2 separate regions of the Arachis hypogaea genome follow, and region 2 is linked to region 1. A link is a contact called in public Hi-C data. All regions are on one chromosome and are shown on one strand. The core of a region is the stretch at or near the end of the contact, and the rest is flanking DNA. Distances in the headings are between cores, read along the strand shown. Region 1 holds the start of LOC112771215 (probable BOI-related E3 ubiquitin-protein ligase 3). Region 2 has its middle 24 kb from the start of LOC112774573.

Evidence for each region. Hi-C and Micro-C count contacts between places; a contact is called where the count stands out from the background.
Region 2: a contact with region 1 is called in a Hi-C map of leaf, with 2.0 times the contacts expected there. The contact joins the enhancer-like site here to the promoter of LOC112771215 in region 1.

What each region holds. Positions count from the first base shown.
Region 1 is chr18:65,176,785-65,180,045 of arahy.Tifrunner.gnm2.J5K5, forward strand. LOC112771215 (probable BOI-related E3 ubiquitin-protein ligase 3) reads left to right here and starts at 1,758. Exons shown (of 3, transcript XM_025815881.3): 1 at 1,758-2,224; 2 at 2,311-2,737; 3 at 2,826-3,261. The coding sequence starts at 2,169.
Region 2 is chr18:65,452,106-65,455,366 of arahy.Tifrunner.gnm2.J5K5, forward strand. No RefSeq gene overlaps it. Among protein-coding and RNA genes, the nearest start is that of LOC112774573, 24 kb to the right of the region's middle. Within about 2 kb of position 1,751, at least 1 of the 3 cell types and tissues checked has open chromatin away from gene starts, as enhancers often do.

The sequences.
Region 1 (3,261 bases), core at 508-3,007:
CATATTTGAGTATTTAATTAAATGATGATACTGTATAAATTTATTTATTTTCCTATTAATCTATGATAATTGAATCTATCTTATTTATTTATAGTTTCATGTAATTAATTTTTGTGGACTACATTATAAGCAATAGAGATTTTTGACAAGTAGTGTATGTCAATGTCAACTCATAATAATAAATATAATTATTATAGTTTTACAGGAATAACTTTTCTTTTACTAATTTATCATATTATAACATAATATGGAGCTTAAATATTAATTTTAAACATACTTTTTAAATTAATCTTAATTTAAAATAATTATTATATTATAATATATTTTCCAAAAAATATTAAATTTTATTTTCTACGAATCGCATTAGCATTATTCATAAAAAATATTTACTCAACATAGTAGTACCCATTATAATGCTTTTGTGGTTGTTATATTGAGTATTATTCAACCTGATTTTTCTTCTTTTCTATTTGAAATTAATTGATCAAAATTAAACTTTTAACATGTCTTAATATGATTGTTTTTAGATTTTATAAAAAAATATAAAAATAAATAGTTAATTTTATGAAATATATTATGATAATAATATATTAAAATATAGTTTGGTCAAATATAATTTTATTTTTATTTTTCAAGCTAATAAATACTATTTATTATTTTGAAGTCAAATAAATTTGAACAATAATTAACTTCTAGAAAATTGTAATAAATTAATAAAGAAATTTATTTAACATTTGTCCTAAAGACACATGACTAGAACACATGACAAATTTATTATTAATGAAAAGTTTTATATATTTTTAATAAATATTTTTTCAATTTATAATTTTAAATAGGAAACAAGATAGATCTACTCTTAATTAAAAACATCTAAACCTAAATTTATTACTTCATTAATTATATTAACATTTTCTTTTATTACCACTATTGGCTTTTTCTTTTTATTTTTTTAATTGTGGTACAAAATTAGGTTAAATTTTTTAGAAATAAAAAAATTTATATGTAATCCACTATCATAGTTAATTGATGTGTTTTTTTTAAATAATTTTTAATTTTTAATTTTAAATAGCAAATCAGACTTTTTAATTTAAAAAATATGAAAGTTAAATTTTATAATGTACAAATCAAAAAATTCGATTTATGATAAAATAATTTTTTTGTTGTAAAACAAATCGAAAAATTCGATTAGTATATTCTCAAATTTATATATTTAAAGAAATCTAACTCTCTATACAAAAAATATACTAAATTTTTATATTATAAAAAAATTACCACTAAAATCACAGCACTAAACAAAAATAGCGCACAAAATTAGCTTATTAACTTTAGGGGGAGAAAAGATAACAGTCAATAAAACGTTGAATCGTAGTATACTATATATCTACGTGCCAGCCTCTAGTGGGAAGGTATTACGTGTCGCACTCGCCGTTTTTCGAATAATATTATTAATTTAATTGTTTACTAATTTAACTATTCGTTAATGGAGAAAGTAAAGGTGATCGATGTTGCTTGGCCAATCTCAACAGTTACGGACACATGGAGGGGGTTGTATTACCAAAATACTCCTCGTACTGGCCCATAATTTCGCAATTGCCCTCGTCGAATCTCCCTCTGTAGCACGGTCTCTACTCTGGATTAGACAAAAAGATCTCGTCACTAAAACCAACAGAAGCTTTTCTTTTTCCATGTAAATAATAATTTTTTAAAAAGTTAATTAAATTTAAATTAGTCAATTTAATTATTCAACCAAAATAATGTGTGGACCGAAGGAAACCCTAAATAAACCCCACCATACAGCAATGCCACCTCTATTTGCATGCCCCTCTCCCCCATTTTCCTAGTTCCCTTTCCTTTCATTTAACTTGTGCTCTTCTTTGTCTTCCCTTTCATCCTCTTATTATCTATCTACCTTGCTCATCTCTATTTCTATCTATTCTCTCTCCCTCACACACACAAAAACACAACCGAGTCTTCTTTTCTCTCCCTTCTAATAGCCACTACCGAAGAAACTGCTTATAACAGCAACCACGCCAAAAACGCACAACTCAAGTTAAATATAAATAAAAGCCCTCCCCACCCAACAAGTGAAAAGAGAACAACAACAACACAGAACAGAAGGAAAAGAAAAAAAAAGGGTTATCACCATTTTATTGAGTTTTTTGAAAAACATGGCCGTTGAGGCTCGCCATCTCAATCTCTTCCCTTCGCAACTCATAAGCAATAGGTACATATCATTTCATACAACATGTTATTTTCATCATTTCGATATGGTTTTGCCATATTAATCTGAATCTATATCTATGTGTGCAGGGAAATGATGAATTCCATTGAGACAAACATGAATCTGAATTTATACAACGCTCAGCTTGGTTACTCATCCTTGCTTCCGTTATCCGGCACAACTACAACCGCTGCTGCCGGCGTCGGAACAGAGGCCATGCTCCCGCCGGCGATGTATAGTTCAATTGCTGCAGATTCCCTGCCTCAACAACAAAAGACTCCAATAAAATCGGAAAGCACTCTCACCTACAATAACATTCCTTTGTCGAGAAAACGATCAAGAGACACGTCAGGTTCCATCAACTACACTTTCCCCTCTTCGTACCCCGCCACAGCCTCCACCGTCACAGTTCAACCACATCACAAAAATTGTGGCTCTTTTACCTTTTTAGGGGAAGACATTACCCTCCAGATCCATCAGCAACAGCTTGACATCGATCAACTTGTTGCACAACGCGTAAGTATCATCAATTAATTATTTCAATGCATGATCATATGTCTGAAAATCTCATATTTTCATTGTTCTGTCCTGTTTCATTCTTCAGATGGAGAAAGTGAGGATGGAGTTAGAAGAGAAGCGCAAGAGACATGCAAGGAGAATCATGGAAGCAATAGAAGTAAGTGTGATGAAGAGGCTGAAAGCAAAAGAGGATGAAATAGAGAAAATGGGGAAACTGAATTGGGCGTTAGAAGAGAAAGTCAAGTCTTTATGCATAGAGAATCAGATATGGCGTGATTTGGCACAAACGAACGAGGCAACAGCAAATGCTCTCAGAACGAACCTGGAACAAGTCCTCGCCCAACGCGGCGGCGGCGGCGCCGTGGAAGACGATGGCGCTACCGTGTGCCCGGGCGGAGCAGCGACTGCGGCAGTGATGGACGATGCGGAGTCTTGCTGTGGAAGCAGTGATGATTGTGGCGATAAGAATTTGGAAGAGAAGGTGGTGGAAAGTTGTGGTGGTGGGTGGCGCACGTTAGCGG
Region 2 (3,261 bases), core at 501-3,000, 280 kb after region 1:
TAAAAATCGTTATATATGACTTAAAATCGTTAGTTACAATTTTATGGAAGAAAGAAAGTGTAAAAAATCCTCGGATTAATGATTAACGGCTGAGAGCTATTAAAAAATTTAGGATTATTGATTCGATGAAGAGAGCTATGCATGTGCCATCAAAGAGGAGAAGAAAAGAGGTCAAGAACCGTTGGATCACTGATCAACGGCGGAGGATTTAATTTCTCAAGAAATCGGTACTACTGATTTGAAGGAGAAAATTTAAAAAAAAAAAAATCATAACTCTTATTTTCTTTGAGGAAAAAAAATTGTTTTTTTTTAATCTTTAATCACAATTTATATATATATTTTTTGTCACTTTTTCAAATCGTCACTCATAATTTATTTTGATAACATTCTATCACATATCAATGCATTACATTAAATTTGTATAATATCACCATATATATTAGGCCCTTAATTTTACAATAACTAAAAAAATTAGCCAAATAATTCCCAAATTAATTAATTAGTCGATTAATTTAATTTTGTGAGCTTTGAAATGCCTTTACGCAAATCATGAAAGATGAACCAATCACACGCATGCCCTATTAGTATTTTATTTGGGTGACTTTGCCCTATTAGTATATGACTATGAATGAAAGTAAGTAATATTATTTATTTATGAATGTTGAAGGGAAAGGCAAACCAACAAACAATAAAACCACAGTGATCCATGTCTCCCTTTTAAGAAAGAGACGTGTGAATAAACTAACCCACTTTCATTGCTTTGGTCCCTTTTTTTCTGCATAGAATCACACATCCATTTTTATGTACGTGGGGTCAAAACCCCTTTCCCCCACCACCTTCTCCAATGATATCATTCTTTTTTTTAAGACTAGTAAACTTCTCATTAAACATCTTTATCTATCTACACATAGGAATAGTTAATTATAGAATTGACATACAATATTATTTTATCATTATTGTCAATGAACATTTTGGGCAGACTCCAAATCCTTCGTCACGTACACACTACGCACCTGTCCTCCAATTAGGACAATGATACTTAACCCAATACCATATCTTCTTCATTAATAATTACTAATTAATTAATTAATTAGCTAATCAATCAATTTATACTTTCTTTAGATTTAGCATAGGTGATAAAAGCTCCAAATATATCTTATAAAGACTTTGTATTTAATATCCTTTTATATTATTCTAAAAGTTTTTATAATAAAAAATTAAATTCTATTTAAAAATTTACTGCTAATTAATAAATTATACATGCACAAAGCAAAATTTAAATTTTTAATATTTATATAAGGAAAGAATTGAACTAACCATATTTGACATTCAAATTGGTTAAGTCATTAACCTTAGAGATATATGTTTGATTTTAGGTAAATGATAGATGTCAAATCCATGAAAAAAAAAAAAAAAGAAATACAAGAATAAGAGAATTTTCTTAGCTTGAGGGGGCTAAAGTAATAGATAGGAAAGGTTTGTAAGTATCTAGGCCCATATGGGATGTTGCTTTCTTTTATTATCTTTGTAGCTAAAGAATATGGAAGATGGTGCTAGCTAGGCTTGTTGCAAGTGCAAAAGGGGTTAGAAATGTGTGTCACATAAGTTGTCAATATCGGTGATATATATACATATTCCAATTATTTATTTTAATTAGTATTATTATTATTTATTTCACTTGGGGTTGTGGGCCTTACCCAAAGTATTGGGATAGTACAAAGCATAGAATATGGATCTAATTAAAGAGGATTGAGGGGTCCATGATGGGGAACCTAACTTTCTTCCCTTGTGAAAGGGGGCACTCATGTCCTAACCCCGTCATCATAGAGAATTGATTTTGTTGCTTCCTTTTGTTCTATCCTAACACATGTTTTCTCCTTTAAAGAAAGTGGACCCTCTGCCATATCACAAGTCACTTAGTATTATAATTGTAAGGAAAAGTCTAAGGGCTAGCAATTTTGTTAAATTCTGACCTGCATATAACCAGCAAAAAAAATAAATTATTGGATAAAATTTCACACCAATCTCACACCATTAAAACATCATTGATAGCTATTTGATGGCTACAAATTACAAAAATTGCTGGCCCTGTCATTCCTCTATATTATATACATACATATATACATAATAATAGATAGAATTGAAATGAAGGTGGCTCCTAAAGTAGCATGTCCAATTGTGTCTAACACAACACAAATTGTGAATCACAAAGTCTAAAGGTGCCACAGTGAAAAAAGGCATATTGATAAATCCAAAGAATGGAATTTTTAGTTTTCAATCACCATTGACATATTGCTATTTGGGGTTGGCCTAACTTCCCAAATAATAATAATAATGAAAAAATTTAAAATTTCTTCCTGAAATTAATGTGGATAGTGATACTTCTTAGGCATTATCTTAAGGCTTGCTCCCTTTAAATTTAAGCTAAAGTGAGTGAAGCTTTTGTTGATATATATACCCTTGTCAATTTCCTATATTTTTATTTTTACTATTTTATTTATTTTTTCTTAATGTGTGTGATACATGATTAAGATGATGCAACCCTATGTTTGGGAAGAGCCTTGCTGGCATATATATTATTTTGCTTTCCCACAATTCTTTGATTCTCATTTTACTTTGTAAGGATTATGGTAAGCTACACATAACATAAAAGGCATGGTGGGTCAATGATATGGAATTAAGAATCCACCTCTAAATGAAAAGAAGCATATATATATAAACCATTCACCAAGGGTAATCATATCTCCCATAATGAGAATTTTCTTTATAAGGGAATTTGAAACGACTTGCCATGTCCATGAGTGAATGGATTTGGCGTGATATAGGTGGAGTAAGGTTAAAGATAAGGGACATTATTAATTGCATTTTTTAATGCTAATAAAGACAACATCCCCTCTCCGATCCCTTTTTTCTCTTCAATAACTTTTCTACCCCCTACTCCCTTATTTCTATTACTAAATGTGAGATAGGATAACAAGGGTAAAATTAAAAAGAAAAAAAAAAATTATTGAATAAAAGAAAGTACTCTAGTTGTTATTCATGAAGAGGGAGAACAATTTGTAGGGGAAATTGTCAACTATTCTTTTTCCATATGGCTTTTAAGACATAGATTGGTGTTTGTGTAAACATCAGCTTCACCCACTAACATAATATGCATGTGCCAAGGCCATCACATAGGCTTAGCTTACTCATCCCCATTAATGGGGTTTCTTGGAGTTTGTGGTCACAAACCCAACTCCTCCATCTTGGGGTAAAATCATT